2 separate regions of the Pan troglodytes genome follow, and region 2 is linked to region 1. The links are chromatin contacts, called in public Hi-C maps. All regions are on one chromosome and are shown on one strand. Each heading gives the region's core, a stretch centred on a gene start, on an enhancer-like site or on the middle of the called end of the contact. The rest is flanking DNA. Distances are from core to core; before and after follow the strand shown. Region 1 has its middle 33 kb from the start of BBS12. Region 2 holds the start of AFG2A (AFG2 AAA ATPase homolog A).

Region 1 (3,646 bases), core at 748-3,247:
AATTTCAATTTCTGTTCAATTTGGAAAGTTGTTTCAAGTTTTTGAAATGACAATTCCAACTACTAGTCATAATTATTCTATCTAGTATTATATCTCTATGAAAACTAGGACCAATTGTTCAGCCTATTTGACTTGATTTTAATAGTTTAAGCCATTTCCAAAAGATTTTTTTCCTTCTAGAGTTACCTTAACCAAAGTTTCCTACATACTAGAATTTATTTATTTATTTAGATAGTTAGTTAGTTAGTTATTTTCAGACAAAGTCTCACTCTTGTCCACCAGGCTGGAGTGCAATGGCACGATCTCGGCTCACTGCAACCTCCGCCTCCCAGGTTCAAGAGATTCTCCTGCCTCAGCCCCCCAAGTAGCTGGGATTACAGGTGCCTGCCACCACGGCTGGCTACTTTTTGTATTTTTAGTAGAGATGGGGTTTCACCATGTTGTCCAGGCTGGTCTCGAACTCCTGACCTTAGGTGATCCACCCGCCTTGGCCTCCCAAAGTGCTGGGATTACAGGCATGAGCCATCGCACCCAGCCCATACTAGATTTATTTTAAGTTACATTTTTCCTGTGCACTAACTGAATATAGGACTATATTAGATATCTTTAAAAGTTTATTCGTGTATGGCATTCTCAAAAATACCTGGCCAATACTGCTTAAAACAGTCAATGCCATCAAAAACAAGGAAATTATGAGAAATGGTCACAGCCAAGAGAAGCACAAGGAGATAGAAGGACTAAAGGTAATATATATGGTGCCCTGGATAGGATTGTGGAACAGAAAAGGAACATTAAGTGATAACTAAGAAAATCAGAATAAAGTATGGACTTTAGTTAAAATTATGTATCAATACTGGTTCATTAATTATGACAAGTATACTATACTAATGTAAGATGTTAATAAGGGAAAATAGATGTGGGGTGCTATGGTCTAAATGTGCCCCCTAAAATTCATGTATTGGAACTGTATTCTCCAATGCAATGAGGTTGGGAGGTAGGCTCTAATGGGAGGTGTTTGGGTCATGAGGGCAAAGCCCTCATGAATGGATTAATACTGCTATAAAAAGGGCTTTCAGGAGTGGGTTCTCTCTTCTCTTCTGCCATATGAGGACAAAGAGTTTGTCCCTTTTTTGGCCCTTCTGCCTTCCTTCATGTGAGGACACAGCAAGAAAGCCCTCATCAGATGCCAACACCTTGATCTTGGACTTCTCAGCCTCCATAGCTGTGAAAGAATAAATTTCTGTTCTTTATAAATTACTTAGTCTTTGGTATTCTGTTAGAGCAGCACAAAGCAGCCAAGTACATGGGTATATTGGAATTCTCTGGACTATTTTCACAATGTTTCTATAAGTCTAAAGCTATTCTAATAAAATTATAAATTTATTTTAAAAACACATTAGTGTGTTCAGACTAATAGTACCTAATGTATTGCAATTAATGTACTAAATAATTGAACCTAGTTTTCTGTGAGTAGTAAGCTAATAAGGCAAAAAATTACTGGGTCATATCTATAATCATGTAATGGTTCAAAAGAACATATCAGTAACAGAAGATACCCTTCAGTAAAGCGAAAGATACATTATTAAAAGCCGAGAATATAGAAAGTACTCTATACAGGAAAGAACAATCCTTACCGCAGGCATATGTAAGTTATTTCCAAAAGGAACAAATGATGGGAATACATCCCAAGAGCAGACTGCCAATTCTAGCCTCTAACAAAACCTTCTTATCTATCATTATGTCAAGTTGTTACTTTTATACTATAATATTTAATGAAATCTATTTCAGACTATTTTGAGGTTTCTTTTCTTTTTCTGAATTTTTTTTCTTTTTCCATTTATTTTGCCATTTTTCCTGGCAGTTTTATTTTTTAAATTTCCCAATATGTTTATCTAGTGAAGTGAAGAAGAGTCTTTGTACACTGTCTACTATGAATGAAAGCAAATTGGGAAGTTCCCGGCCTGTTGACAATGTTGAGCCCTGGTTTGGTGTCTAAAAAAAGTAGACTTGTTTCCTGTGTTAACCTCAGTGCAGGAGGTGGAAAAGGCCACTTCCCGATAGGTTTCCACTTTGGGCTAAACATCAAATTAAAAGAAGTGAAACAGATGTAATACATTTGTCCCTCACTACTTAATTAAATCATGTATTAAAATAGTTTCTTGTTAATGCATTCAAAATGTTTTAAACTAACATTAGTGTTTTCTTGTTTGAAAGCAATAGAAACTTCTGTTGAAGTCATTTATTTTCCTACAAATAATCATTGGCTTCCTGTAGTATTTCTAAAACTGCCTTGTAAGAATTACATGGGCCACTTGTCAAAATGCAGATTTCCAGACCTAAAAGCCGTCTTTTTAATTAGAGCCTTCTCATCAGTTAAGTTTTTTGTAGTAATCCTTAACCCCAGCTACACAATAGAATCACCTGGAGAGCTACTAATGTCCCAGCCTACCCCTTTTATACCCCAGATTTTCATTTCTTTTACTGGATGGGGCCTACACACCAGTGGGTTTTAACGCTCTCTGGTTGGTACTAGGGTGTAGCCAGGGTAAAAAACCACTAGTCTTGTGTTTGGAACCAAAATTAATCAGAAAAACCTGTACTTTGCTCCTCAGGCTTTATTTAAAACACATTGGCTACTGAACACACCATATGGATCTCACGAGCATAAGGTTGAGCAAAAGAAGCGAGACACAAAAGAGAACATACTAACTGCTAATAGATTCAGGGTTTCATTTGGGGATCATAGAAACCCTATAAATATCTGGAATTAGATAGTGGTGATGTTTGTACAACATAGTAAATTTACTAAAAACCACTGACATGTACTTTGGTTTTTTTTGTTGTTGTTTTTTGTTGTTGTTTTTTTTTTGACACTGAGTCTCGCCCTGTCGCCCAGGCTGGAGTACAGTGGCGCGATCTCGGCCACTGATCACCGAGATAAAGAAAACAAACAGCAGTCTTAAGGCTTGTACTCCGCCTCCCAGGTTCAAGCAATTCTCCTGCCTCAGCCTCCCAAGTAGCTGGGATTACAGGTGTGCACCATCATGCCCAGCTACTTTTTGTATTTTTAGTAGAGACAGGATTTCACCATGTTAGCCAGGCTGGTCTTGAACTCCTGACCTCAAGTGATTCATCCACCTCAGCCTCCCAAAGTGCTGGGAATACAGGCTTGAGCCACTGTACCTGGCCGACGCATACATTTTAAAGTAGTGAATTTTATGTTATATAAAGTATATATAATGTTAATTTTAAAATGTTATTAAAAATAGTAAGCATGCTGTATGACCATGTTTGCAAATTTCAAAAACAAGCATGTCTTAACCAAAGTGTTAGAATTCAGTTTAGTGGTTATCTTTGGGGAAGAGGGTAGAAGTCGTGAATAGCCAGGAGAACAAGGAAGGCTCTGGGATGCTGACAGCGTTCCTATTCCTTATCCTGGGTGTTAGTTACAGGGGCAAACTTGCTTTGCGAGCATTCATTTTTGAGCTGTATATTTATGATTTGTGCTTTGGGAAGACTCTGAGTCATCGAGAGAAGCTTAAAAAATATTCAAGCTCCTCAATTTTCCTGCATTCCTGAGAATGCAGGAAAGACTAACTAAGATTTCTATCTTAACCTATAATCAAAGCAAGTCTCCTAAGACATG
Region 2 (3,634 bases), core at 607-3,106, 160 kb after region 1:
CAGTGGGTACAACACCTGTGTCTACCCACACACTGGAAGATAAAACGATTGATTCTCCTATTAGTGACACTGTTGCAGTCTAAGTGGGCTTGTCAGCAATTACTAGCAAGTAGGAGAGAAAATAATGTGAAGAGGTAAGAAGTCTGGGAATGAGGATGAGTAAACATTGAAATAACTAGCTCAATTATATTTACAGATATGCTTCTTGCCATATTGCTCAATAGGATAAAGATTATTTTGAGTTTCCAGTGTGAGAGATTTTTCCATAGTTGAATTTGCATGCTATGCCTTCAATTAGATTATAAAACCCTCAGAGGCCGTTTGAAAAACTGCTGCACCACTAAATCGACTTCTTCCAAAGTGAAGGCTCCTCCATCCAAGCTTTCTTATCATTGGGCTCAAGGTTGAAAGCCAGTAAAAAGTTTTCTTATTGAAGACTGAAACCACCCACCACCGTCCCTGGTTAATCATAAAAGAAGCGTTATTCTAAAAAACTCCAGTTCTTGCTGGGACAGCTGTTGACCCAATTTGTATACAAATGTGACACTCTGAACCTCTCTGGTTTAGTATTTGATAGCCCAACAGGGTGACTATATTCAATAAAGATTCAAGCTGGGTGCAGTGGCTCCTGCCTGTAATCCCAGCACTTTGAGGGGCCAAGGCGGGAGAATCAGTTGAGCCCGGGAGACTGAGACCAGCCTGGGCAACACAGTGAGACACCGTTTCTAGAAAAAATAGAAAAAAGCCAGATGCGCGCCTGTAGTCCTAGCTACCCAGGAGGCTGAGGTGGGAGGATTGCTTGAGCTCAGCGGTTGGAGGCTGCAGTGAACCCTGATCCTACCACTGCACTCTAGCCTGGGAGACAGAATGATACCCTGTCTCAAAAAAAAAAAAAAAACAAAAAAAAACAAACAAACAAAAAAAACAACAACCACCACCAAAAAAACTGTACATTTAAAAATAACTAAGAGTAACTGGATTATGGTTGAATGCTCGTGGTGATGAGTATCTCATTTACCCTGATGTAATTATTACACATTTATACCTCTATCAAAATAGCTCATATACCCCATAAACATACACACCTACTATGGACCCACAAAAATTAAAAATAAAAAAGAAAAGCCTCTTGGTCCACTCAGTCCACCACCCGTATTAGAATGTAAGAGTTTTTTTCCTTGGGAAAAGTGTCCGACAGAACCAAGGCTCGGTAAAGGATACTAATAATGTAATAATATAATATTAACAAACATCTACTGAGCTTTAAATACGTGGCAGGCACTGTGCTGTGCACTTTATGTGCATTATCCAAATTAACTCTCAGTAATTCCAGGAGTTCTTATTACCGGGGTCTGTGGAAGAGGAAATGGTGGTTTACGGCAATTTCCGAATGTCGCACACTAGAAAGTGGACCAGCAACCAGGGTTGCAGATCCCAAAGTCCGGATCTTCACCATTTCACCCAACCGCCTTAGAGACCTCCCAGCAAAAGGTCTAAGCACGAATGCTCCAGAAAACAGGTCCAGGTCACGCGTGCCTTCTCCCTTTCCCTCTGGGCTCGACAGTGGTGCACAGAGCGACTAGGGAGTGGGGGCCGCGGTTATTTCATTAGAAAAGCTCTGGAGCCCCGGGAGCCCTTCGTCCCAGGCGCACTTGCCCTGCAAGCCCTTCTGGAAGGCGGCAGCGTCCAGGCGGTCCAGCGCATCGAGCCGCGCCAGGCGCACCGAGATGCCCCCGAATCTGTCCAGCTCGCCCTGCAGATCGCAAGCTCCAACTGGCGGATTCCGCACGTAACCCTGTGCGCCCGAGGCCCAGCGGTAACCCGCCGAAGGCCCGGGGCCGTAGGTTCGGGCAAGCACCGCGCGCCAGCGGCCCCAGCTCAGTGGCTGCCGCATCTCCACGCCGCTTAATTCGTCCGTTCCCCAAATGACCCCTCCGCGCTCCAGAGCGGAGATCGCGGCCGTACATTTTAGAAGAGTGCCATCAATACCCTCAGAGTTGAGCTGGGGTTACCACTCTGCAGAGCTATGCCAAGGAGACCGCGAAGTGGTCCACCAGCCCTTCTCAGCAATTTGCCCCGCTCCAGTTAAGCGGGGAAAACCTCCTCCCCCACCGCCACCCACTTATTTTGTTTGGTAGTTTAATTCAACAGACGTTGGTTTAGGGATGGGGAAGCCGGGAGGAGATGCAAAAACGTCCTGTTTTTCAGGAATTTACAATCTAAGTGGCAGTTCCGTTCCTGGAACCTATCTTCTTTCACAGATGCCGTTACAGCTGTTTCAAAGACTGCTGGTTTTGAAAACGCTCAGTCCCTCCCACCACGCTGTGCACTGCTGCGCTCCACTCAGGGGATTACGGCGCAGGGGCGGACCCTCGCTGACTTCTGCCCCGGAAGTTTTTCTCTCAGTTGGAGCGCGCACATTGAGTCGGCTTTTCTACTGCTTCGGCTAGGGTACCTTGTGACCATGTCTTCCAAGAACAGAAAGCGGTTGAACCAAAGCGCGGAAAATGGTTCGCCCTTGCCCTCTGCTGCTTCCTCTTGTGCGGAGGCACGGGCTCCTTCTGCTGGATCAGACTTCGCGGCAACCTCCGGGACTCTGAGGGTGACCAACTTATTAGAAAAGGGTAAAGAATTCCGGGTGGGAGACTAGAGGCCGAGGGGGCGCAACCTGAGGGGCGGGAGACTCAGTGATACTGACTTGGGGTGCAGAGACTTTTGAAAGTTGGGCGTGGCATGGGTCTGAGAGCGGCACAGAAGCGTGTAAGACTTCTGTATGTAAGAAGCATGCAAACGTAGCCGCGCCTGCACTGGAGAAGTTAGGCTGAAATGGTTTATCCGTGTCCAAGGTTTCTCTTTTGTAAATTATTTTGAATTTTTAAGTTGCACTTGAAACGCTTTGTCTCATTTAACATTAACGACACATTTAATTGCAAAATTGTTCATAACTAGCGAACATGGGATACTTATCCTAAAAAACTAAATAACCAATTCAGTAAAAATGTGGATCACTCTGCCTTTAGGAGTGATGATAGCATTTTCTTCCAGTACTACGCAGGTTATGATATTTAATAACTGCTAGTAACTGCACACTAGTGTTAGCAGTATATATAGCTCATCTGATTTCTACAGAAGCCGTGACCGATGGGTATAGTAATGACAGTTTTATAGAGGGAGGAAAGTTAACGTGATTCCATTCAGGCTACACAGGTGCTAAGTGGCAGAGCCGATATTTGAGTCCAGATGTGTTTGACGTAAAAGCCATTCCTAGGTGACAGTTCCTTTGATTTGGGAGAACGTATTTATACTTAAAAGTCTTATAAATTGAATTATAAATTGAAAATTTATATTTGATGTGTAATAGCTTTGAAAAATGGACCAGACTAAACTGGTGGCAAAAATTTTTATGTCTAATCAGACCTTAAAGACAATTTAGAGTTCACATGGTATTTTCACTCTGCCTTAGGTATCAGAGGACAACTTGTTCTGTCCTGAAGGTTCAACTTGTTTTTGAACTAGATCCTTCCCATTGACATGTAAACATGCTCATTTCTCTTCCATCTTAAATGAGAACAAAAGCTCCACATTTTCTTCCTGCAACCGTCTCTCTGTCCATTGCCAAGCTTCTTAAATGGAG

The links. A called contact is a pair of places that touch in the nucleus more often than the background predicts.
Region 2: a contact with region 1 is called in a Hi-C map of a lymphoblastoid cell line, with 5 times the contacts expected there. The contact joins the promoter of AFG2A here to the enhancer-like site in region 1. A contact is called at or near these places in 6 of 7 Hi-C or Micro-C datasets (blood, induced pluripotent stem cells, a lymphoblastoid cell line and 2 more), 1 of 1 datasets of contacts at active chromatin or transcription factors (stem cell-derived excitatory neurons) and 1 of 1 other capture datasets (stem cell-derived neural stem cells).

What each region holds. Positions count from the first base shown.
Region 1 is chr3:123,942,509-123,946,154 of NHGRI_mPanTro3-v2.0_pri, forward strand. No RefSeq gene overlaps it. Among named protein-coding and RNA genes, the nearest start is that of BBS12, 33 kb to the left of the region's middle. Within about 2 kb of position 1,998, at least 1 of the 24 cell types and tissues checked has an H3K27ac peak or open chromatin away from gene starts, as enhancers often do. A contact at or near this core is called in a lymphoblastoid cell line, where this site is marked.
Region 2 is chr3:124,099,231-124,102,864 of NHGRI_mPanTro3-v2.0_pri, forward strand. AFG2A (AFG2 AAA ATPase homolog A) reads left to right here and starts at 1,857. Exons shown (of 15, transcript XM_063809828.1): 1 at 1,857-2,624. The coding sequence starts at 2,465. NUDT6 (nudix hydrolase 6) reads right to left here and starts at 1,927. Exons shown (of 7, transcript XM_517426.9): 1 at 1,657-1,927. The coding sequence starts at 1,894.